2 separate regions of the Sus scrofa genome follow, and region 2 is linked to region 1. The links are chromatin contacts, called in public promoter capture Hi-C maps. All regions are on one chromosome and are shown on one strand. The core of a region is the stretch at or near the end of the contact, and the rest is flanking DNA. Distances in the headings are between cores, read along the strand shown. Region 1 holds the start of PAPSS2 (bifunctional 3'-phosphoadenosine 5'-phosphosulfate synthase 2). Region 2 holds the start of ATAD1 (ATPase family AAA domain-containing protein 1).

Region 1 (4,303 bases), core at 1,157-3,656:
TATCAAGGACTGTAAATTGGTACAATGCAGGCAACACAGTTTTACAAGCAGAATCTAGGAGGAAACTCTACTGAGAAAGTTATGGAGAGTATGTCCAGATGACTGAACAGATCTCAGCCTTTCCTTCCTTCCCCCAAATGAGTTTTATCTCAGTTCTGATGTGTTGGAATCATAGACTCCAAAAATCAAACTGCTAGTGGAGTTCCCTGGTGGTCTAGTGGGTTAAGAGTCTGGTGTAGTCACTGCTGTGTCATGGGTTGGAGCCCTGGCCCAGGAACTTCAGCATGCCTTGGGTGCTGCCAAAAAAAAAAAAAAAAAGAATTAAGCTGATAGTTTCTCATACCTTTCCAGAAGCAATGCCTTATTCTAGGAGTGAGAGAATAGTGAGATGAAAAAGAATTCCAAATATCATTTTTAAAAGAAAGACCCTGGGAAAATAAAAAAGAATGATTATTTAACTTTTCAGTGAGTGGCCATGCTGAACTCCAACTAAACTGATGATCTGTGAAGGTACAGGATCTGAAACAATGCAGCCTGGATCCAAGGGAGCTAAGGTCACCTATTTCCCAAGTCTTTGGAAATAATAAAAGAATATCTGTTCCAAAGTACTATTTGAAAATTAATTAAATCCAAAAGAGTACAAACTGCCCAATTTACAGTTATCATAGGGGTCTTGAAATAGTTGACCTAGAGGCTGAGTGAATCACTGTATATGGGGAGCCCAGTGACCTGGGTTTAACTCAAAACTGCCCCTAACTACTGACTAGGGTTAGCTTACCTCCCCTCTCTCAGCACCAGTTTTACATTGCCCACCTGTAAGGAAACTGGACAAATGACCTCAAAACTTCCTCCAAGGTCTGAACAATTATACATTTCTTTTCCAGGAAGTTGCCATGACAGATTTTCCCTTAACTTCCTTCTGTTGCAAGAACACAGCTTTTAAAGAAGCAATAGGAAACACATACATACATCAATTCCTCTATCTCCACCCATACTTAATTTACCTTTTCTCGTAGGGCAGGATCTGGCAGAGTTCAAATATTGTTGGAACAGATACCAAAGGATTTTCCTAATAAAATTAGAATGGGATGTTACTATTTAAATTCCATAAATTCAAAGTGTGCTAGTTTGTGTGCAGAACAGAAACTCAAACCCAGCATTTGCCCTCTAGCTGCTCACAGTTGAAGGGAGTGGTGGCAGCTTATTCCAAATGAGTAAGAAAATAAATATACTGATATTTCAAAACTGGACCAACATGTAGGCAGCCTTTTAAGTTTTTGATTCCTAATTTATTTTTCTTTTCCACCTTCCCATGGAGAAAGGTAGTCAATGAATGAATGCTTAGATCTTCAGTGTCTGTCTGAAAGCTGGCAGTCTTCCAAAAATAAAATTAGGTGCGAAAGAGAAGTTCCAACCCCTGTCTCCTTAAGATAACACTTCTCCAGTCTTTTCGAAGAAGGAAAAGCAAAGTTGTAATGGGCACTATGGCCTTTGGGCATTCTTCTTGGTTCTTTTGCCCTTTACTGTCTATTGATCTGTTTGTGACATTGTGCAAAGAGTTAAGGTACAGAGGCGGGTGTGAGGCCTTATGACTGCTCTCAAGGTACTTGTCACTAACCATAGCTTCTCCTTCTGAACTTCTGCTTCTCCCAGACATTTGAGTTAAGAGAGTTGCCCTTAACTTGGAGCCCTAAGGTATAGGCCATAAGCCTTATCAATTTGAGCCTCTTACTTTTTCACCTCAGGGCCCATCCGGGTTGCCAAACACACAGCTGTCCTAAGGGAATGCTTTGGGGGCTGGACTAAAATAAGTCCCTGGGCTACCACTGCCCATTTCCGAGGCTGGCCTTGCTTACTCAACTTTGTGAGTAGGAGCAGTGCCTCAGCTGGCCCATTTGCAACATGAAGAAAATACTGTGAGTTCCAAAGGAATGAATGCATGTGAACCCCTTAGTCCCACAGCTGCGCCTCACCATTTCATCGTTGTCATAGATGATGACGCGGGGGTAGAAGGAGGCTGACAGCCTGGGTTTCAGTCCCCTTTCTTGGAACATGACCATGAGGAAGTCTGAAAGCCTCAACCACTTCCTGGGAGAAAGTAAGACTCAATGCCTGTAGCGCGGGCACAGAAGGCTTAAGGCAGAGGTCAGTGGAGAGCAGAGTGAGAACCAAAAATGTTATCTGCTGCTGTTATTACGGCAGATGAAAACAAGCTGGGCATCGGTGCCCACTGAGGACCTTGCCTACAAACCAGGCGGATTCAGGCAGGTCGCAGAGGCAGGAAACCCTCCTTGGAGATGCGTGGGGGTGGGGTGGGAGGTGGGGGACGCTCTGGCAGCCGCCGGGAGTGGGAAGGGGGAGGGCGAATTTGACATCCAGCTGAGCGCGGGGCGTGTCGCTCCGTCCCTCTCGGCTGCAAGGTCCAGTCTTTGACACGGGCTGGCGGATCCGCTCCCGCGAGTTGGGGGCCGGGCCCAGGACCCCGCCCAGGCGGCGGCCGGGTCCCCTGGGCCGGGCGCTGCTGGCGGAGCAGACGGGGCGGAGAGGAACGCGGCAGGAGGAGGAGTAGGAGGAGGGGGCCGGTCAAGGGAAGTGCGACGTGTCTGTGGAGCCTTTTTATACCTCCTTCCCGGGAGTCCGGCAGCAGCTGCTGCCTACACCGCTGCCGCCGCCACCGAGCGTCCTAGCGTCTACGCTCCCAGGAGCTGGGCTCCGAGTTCCAGCGCGCCGGGCACCGCCGCAGCCAGCCAGCATGTCCGGGGTCAAGAAACAGAAGACGGTAGGCTTCGAGTCGCCTGCCTTCCTCCTCCCCTCCGATCGCCGGCGCCGACCCCCGACCCCGGGGACGCTCGGATCCCATCCTCTTCGGGAGGAGGCGAGCAGCCAGGGCGCAGAGGCTGGAGCGCCGGGAGGAGGAGGAGGGAAGCAGGAGGGCGAGGAGAGGCTGGGATTCCCGGGGCAGCCCTCGCCGGGCACTCCCTCTCCGCCCTGCGCCCCTTGGGGTCGTCACGGCCGGGATGGACCTCCGGAGGTGGCAACGTGGGTCTCCATCAAGAGAGAGGACCAGAGAGGAAATTTCCTTTCTTCCCCTAAGAGCTTTTTCAGACCCGCCTTTTCCAGCTCCGCGCGTGTCCAGCGGGTGGTAGGCTGACCGAACTCCTGTCCTGCTAGGTCGCTGGGCACACGTCAGCGATAGTCATTAGGATTTGGTCCATGGAACTTCCTTGGGGTGGACATCAATGACAGACTTTCATAGAGGAAACACAACTCTCTAGACGAAAGGGAGGAAATTGCATTTCTACACTGGCAGGGTACTAGCTTAATTCAGCTCCCTGTTGGGATCCGGTGGCATCTCAAGTTCAGTCATGGGTGGGGGCTCTCCTCAGCTTGGTGGAGTGATATGAGGGGACTGTTTTGAGGAGGCTTAGTTTTATCCATCATTAATCTGGGCATCGCCTTAATGGGAAATAGAGGAATTATTGAAAAGTTCCTTTCCCACTTAGCGATAGGGGCTCCTATAATTTTGCATCTTTAAAGATGGCAGCAGTGACCATAGACCCTTAAGAAGTGGAAGGAGCCTTGTAGACAGCATCTAGGTCACACCAGGGTGGTCCACAAGCCTTGTTTATATCCCAGCCGGGAGTCTGACTGCTGAACACTCATCTTTAACTACCACACTGCAAGCCTTAGATGATTATAGTGGTCACTAAATGGGCTGACCTCTCTCAAACAGTTCGACTTGTACTTAGCACATAGTAGGTGGTCAATCAATGTTTATCACAATTATAATGTAATATTTATTACTGAAATACCTTCGAGGTTTATTTGTGACAGGCTGAGGGAGAGATGAAAATAAAACTCTGTTGGAGAAGGGCAATCCAGGGGCCTGGCAGGAGCTAGAAATGTGGGCGTGAGCAGCATGGAAAAGAGGATGGGGGCCCTGTGGTTTCAGGAGTCCACATTGGACCCACAAAAACAGCCAGGAGAAAGGCAGCATCAATTTGAGAAGGGAGGATGGTGGGGGTCCACTTGCCTTTTATAGGAGTAATTTTAAAGTGGGGAGATGCTCAGTATTATATTTTAAAATATAGTTAAGTGAAAATCACTTGGGTTTTATTCCTATTTAATTTTATTAATTTCTATAAAATTCTAAATGGTATCTTCTGAGTGAGAAACTACTGTGACACTTAGTAGCTTTTTATATCAGTGGGATTTTGAATTCTTACCTCCCTGCTTGCATCAAGAATTACTTCCCAGTTCTGATGAAGTTGCTTTGTCAAGCACTAGTATTGAAGGGGCAGGT
Region 2 (4,303 bases), core at 812-3,311, 170 kb after region 1:
ACAGCTCCAACTGGACCCCTAGCCTGGGAACCTCCATATGCCGCCGGTGTGGTCCTAAAAAGTGAGAAAGACCAAAAAGAAAAAAAAAGAAAGAAACGAGAAATACAACTCCCCCTCCCGCCAAAAAATGAAGCTAGAGAGAAGCCACCCAGTTAAAATCTCTTATGTAACAAATCAAAGCGTGCTTTCTTCCATCAGCATGGCTTCCTAAAAATGGGTTAACAATATTCTTATAAAAAGTGAAAAACTGTCTTTCCAGCCTTTATTCCAATACAGTAAATTTGAAAATGCAGTTGTAATATGTGGTATCATTATGTGGGAATGTAATTCATAGATGAAAATAAACCAATTAGTAAAATAAAGGTTTACTAACTTTAACTAGTGATACAGGAATAAAAAGTTTTCATTTGAGTTAGTAGTGATAAAACTGCCATCTACTGGATGTTAACTGAACTACATGAACTAGTGCTCCTATGGGTACATTCAGGCCATCAAGAAAACGATTTTTTAAACCCATAAAAAAAAAAATTAAGACGCAAAATGTCTGTTGACTACATACTTTCCTACATTAACTATTAACTTCAATACAATACTCTGGACCTATAGCCACTTCTAAAATAGTCATCCTTCTTTTAAAATGACTTCAAAATCCTGAAATGAAACTGAAACTACTTGGAGGTTGTAACTGCATAAACTTCACTGTACACTTATCTATCATTCATAAAACATGGTATGCTTACAATGTAGGGCCGTTACAGTAATAACACCTACAGCAAAATAAAATAATAGAAGCTGCATGTGCGTAAAACAATAGAGACTATATTCCAATTTTGTATAAACATATAGATCAACAAATACACAAATTGCACATAAACATGGACGGTGTCATGTACAACTAAGAAATATGGCAAAACACTAATTCAGAGTTGTTAGGTAAATATGATACCAAACAGTTTCACTTTAAAGAATTCTCCATTTCAGGGTAAAAATCTTAAAAATCGTACCATCCCGACAATGAATAGTTTAGTGACAGTTTAAGAACCGAGAGTAGAGTATACTATAGCATTTCTCTAATTCACAGCAGTGTTTTACAAAGTTTTTCTTAAGCCCAGAAATCCCAGTTTCCCAGATACCAAGGCCCTATAAACTCAGCCTATGACAATGAAAGCCTGACAACCTTCACAAACAGGACAGGTTATTAGTTAACACCACCATCCTCTGCGAAAGCGTGTTCAGGCTTGAAGTAACATCTCCACTTTTGTACTAGGTAGTAGCAGTGCCTGCAGACAATCACACTCGGCTCATTCTGACCTCCTTTGCCCAGGACCACGGTTCTGAGGTCGTCCGGGACGACCTCATGCCCACGCAGGGTCCCGACTGCCTCCAGAGAGTCCCTGGAAATGTCCTAAGTAACTCTTGGGGGCAGTGCTAACGGAGACCTGAAGGCCTAGGCTGGGCCGGAAGCCAAAGCGAGGCCCGGGACGCCCTTGGAGGTTAATCTGCTGGATACCAAAGGTTGCAGGAAGCTGGCAGGCGGCACTAAGGTGGGGCATGGGAAGAAGACGAGGTGACCTTTCCAGCTGGGCTTCTTAGATCCGAGCTAGTTCCAAAAGTGCTCAGCCAGACCCTTTGCCTGTCCCACGACACCCCGCAAAAACCCGCTACTCACCCCCAGGATAGAAACAGCGGCCGCAGGAACCAGAGAGCCGCACACAGGAAGCAAAAGCCATCTGGGAAAGAACGCTTCCGGCGGCAGCCGCGGCCCGCCCCCTCGCACCGAGCATGCGCCACCCGCGGCCGATGGCCTGGAGGGGGCGCGTTTCCGGATTTCAGTAGCAGTGGGGAATTCCGTTGGAGTTAGGTCGAGTGTCCTGTACGCTGGGGTGAGCTGCCTGAGTTTTGCTGCTGAGTCTTAGGGATGGAATTGAGGCAAGTGGTTGTCACCTACCGTATTCTAGGGCTCCAGTTGCAACTCTGGCAAATCCGGGAGGCTTCATGAACGTGCAAAGAAGTGCTCTGTTCCCCCCGCAAAAAAAAGTTGACTTCTGCGGGAACCTTACTTCCGCCCTTCACTCCCTACATCCCTACCCTGGGTGCAAACCCTCTGGCTGCTATTCCGTTTGTTAGCCAAAGCGCTGACGCGCAAGCCCAACCCCCTACCCCTTACCATCTGTCTTTCAGTTTTTAGGGTGAGCTCACCCTCCTCCCCACGTCTGCGCAAACACCTGCGGTGGCGCCTGAAAATCTTTCTGCGAAACTTCTCTGCAGCCCACCCAGACAGGGCTGGTAGTCGGGACAAAATAGAGCATCTGGTAACAGGTTTTGCATTGCGGTGACTTCCCTTTTTCTTTTACCTCTTCCCCTTTCTAGAGTGAGAGACATGGCACAAGAGGTCCCCAGGGACCGTATCTGAAAGCCAGCGCCTCTTGAACACAGACTGCAAGGGGGGGGGGGGTGAGACGACATTGGACACTGCCCCCAGATATAAGAAGCATCACTTCCTTCAGATGGCGGTGAGACTATGAAGCAAAGAGACGGTTCCTTTTACCACCCTCCCCAGGAAGACAGTTTGTGCCTCTCTGCCTTAGGCAGCGTCCTTCAAGGCTAAAATTCTGCAGCCCGATTGTTGAATTCAGTGAATGCTACCCTTGTTACAAGGGGGTGATACTATAGTGAGGATAATAGCTACAGTTTGCTGAATGTGTACTGCGTGTCAGCCAATATGCTTCTTTGTACATCCTTAACCTAAGTTCCTCAAAACACCGGATCATCTAAAATAACCATTATGGAGCTACACTGTGGCGCAGTGGGTTAAGGATCCCAGGTTGCCGTAGCTGTGGCATAGGTGACAGCTGCTTCTGGGATTCAGTACCTGGCCTGGGAACTTCCATTGCTGAGGGTGAGGCTGAAAAAAGAAGGAAAAAAAGTAATGAATAAATAAAATAGAATAGTCACTTTTTATTTATTATTTATAGGTGAGCAAATGGTAAAGCTTAAAGAGAGAAACTTGCCTAAGTTCATGCACCTCACAAGTGGCAAAAAGTTACCCAAGGAGCTCCCTGGCAGCCTAGCAGTTAAAAATTTGGCATTGTCACTGCTATGGCTCAGGTTCACTGCTGTGTCTAGGGTTTGATCCCTGCCTGGAACTCCTGCATGTGAGGAGCATGGCCAGGAAAAAAAAGAAGAAGAAAAAAATCAGATCTTCAAAACTGAGACCTGGATCTGATTCAAATCCTATACTTTTATATTCCTCTTTGAAATAATAATTTAATACCAGTTAAATTTTAAAATCTGGGTAAAAGAGGTAAGACCATGAAGTGAAAAAATCTTAAGACATTAAAGGGTGAGGATGAAATGACAGGAATGCATGAATGTTTAAAAACTGTGTTTGGATTAACTGATAATCAGAATGGAATCTAATACCATAAGTGGTTCATGTTTTACATCCATGCCTTTTGGTCCATATTTGTGTGTCTACAAGCATTAAAAAAAAATTCCCCCCAAAAATTGATAGGAAGCTAGTTTGAGAGTACTAGACCGATTATTTAGAGAGGAAGATAAAACTTGGAGAACAGCACATGATTATAAGGCCAGGATAATACTTACAAAAAAAATACAGGCCATGTGTTCAACGGTCTTGGAAGAGACTCTCCACTGAGTCTCTGGGATTATCCTCAATCTGAGTCATTGCTTGGGATGCTCATGGGAACAAGCCTTAACAGAGCTAAAAGGTAGAGTTATTGAACTTTAGATTTTATGGCCCACTAGGATAATCATACCCACTGGGTGAGGAAAATGAGCTAAGAAATTCAAGATGGTAATGGATTTACATCACCCACTGAGTAAAACTGGGTCAACTGATTAAGAAGCTCACCTGCCTTACTCTAAGGATCAGGGTCACCAACCTATCCAGTTTTTCTGACGTTAAGGAGGTTTTTAGGATGTAGGACTTTAAATGCTAATACAGGGAAAGTCTTGGGCAAGCCATGTGGAGTTCATCACCCTGCTAAGGACATGCTAAATGAATTCTAGAATCAGGCAAAGCTCTCAATATGGTTACATCTAGATTCAATTCGTCTGCTTAATTCTTGGGGTATGATTGCACAGGAAAGGAAATTGTTGGATAAAGTAATCAAGAGTGACCATAAATAGTCTACATGTCCCCAAATAAATGTTGCTGCTCATTCCTGTTCTAGTGGTTTAGTTATAAACCGAGTACCCACACCTTTACTTTTTGGACCTAATTTTCATTTAGCAAATCCTTAGGAAGCTTCCTATGTCTGGGCCATAAGACATCAAATTA

The links. Promoter capture Hi-C pulls out the DNA fragments that hold promoters and counts their contacts.
Region 2: a contact with region 1 is called in a promoter capture Hi-C map of fetal liver, with 3 times the contacts expected there. The contact joins the promoter of ATAD1 here to the promoter of PAPSS2 in region 1. A contact is called at or near these places in 2 of 5 promoter capture datasets (fetal liver and liver), 11 of 47 Hi-C or Micro-C datasets (alveolar macrophages, blood, embryonic fibroblasts and 7 more) and 1 of 2 datasets of contacts at active chromatin or transcription factors (alveolar macrophages).

What each region holds. Positions count from the first base shown.
Region 1 is chr14:99,715,893-99,720,195 of Sscrofa11.1, forward strand. PAPSS2 (bifunctional 3'-phosphoadenosine 5'-phosphosulfate synthase 2) reads left to right here and starts at 2,407. Exons shown (of 13, transcript XM_021073102.1): 1 at 2,407-2,779. The coding sequence starts at 2,753.
Region 2 is chr14:99,883,443-99,887,745 of Sscrofa11.1, forward strand. It overlaps ATAD1 (ATPase family AAA domain-containing protein 1), which reads right to left and starts at 2,062. Exons shown (of 12, transcript XR_002338606.1): 1 at 1,670-2,062.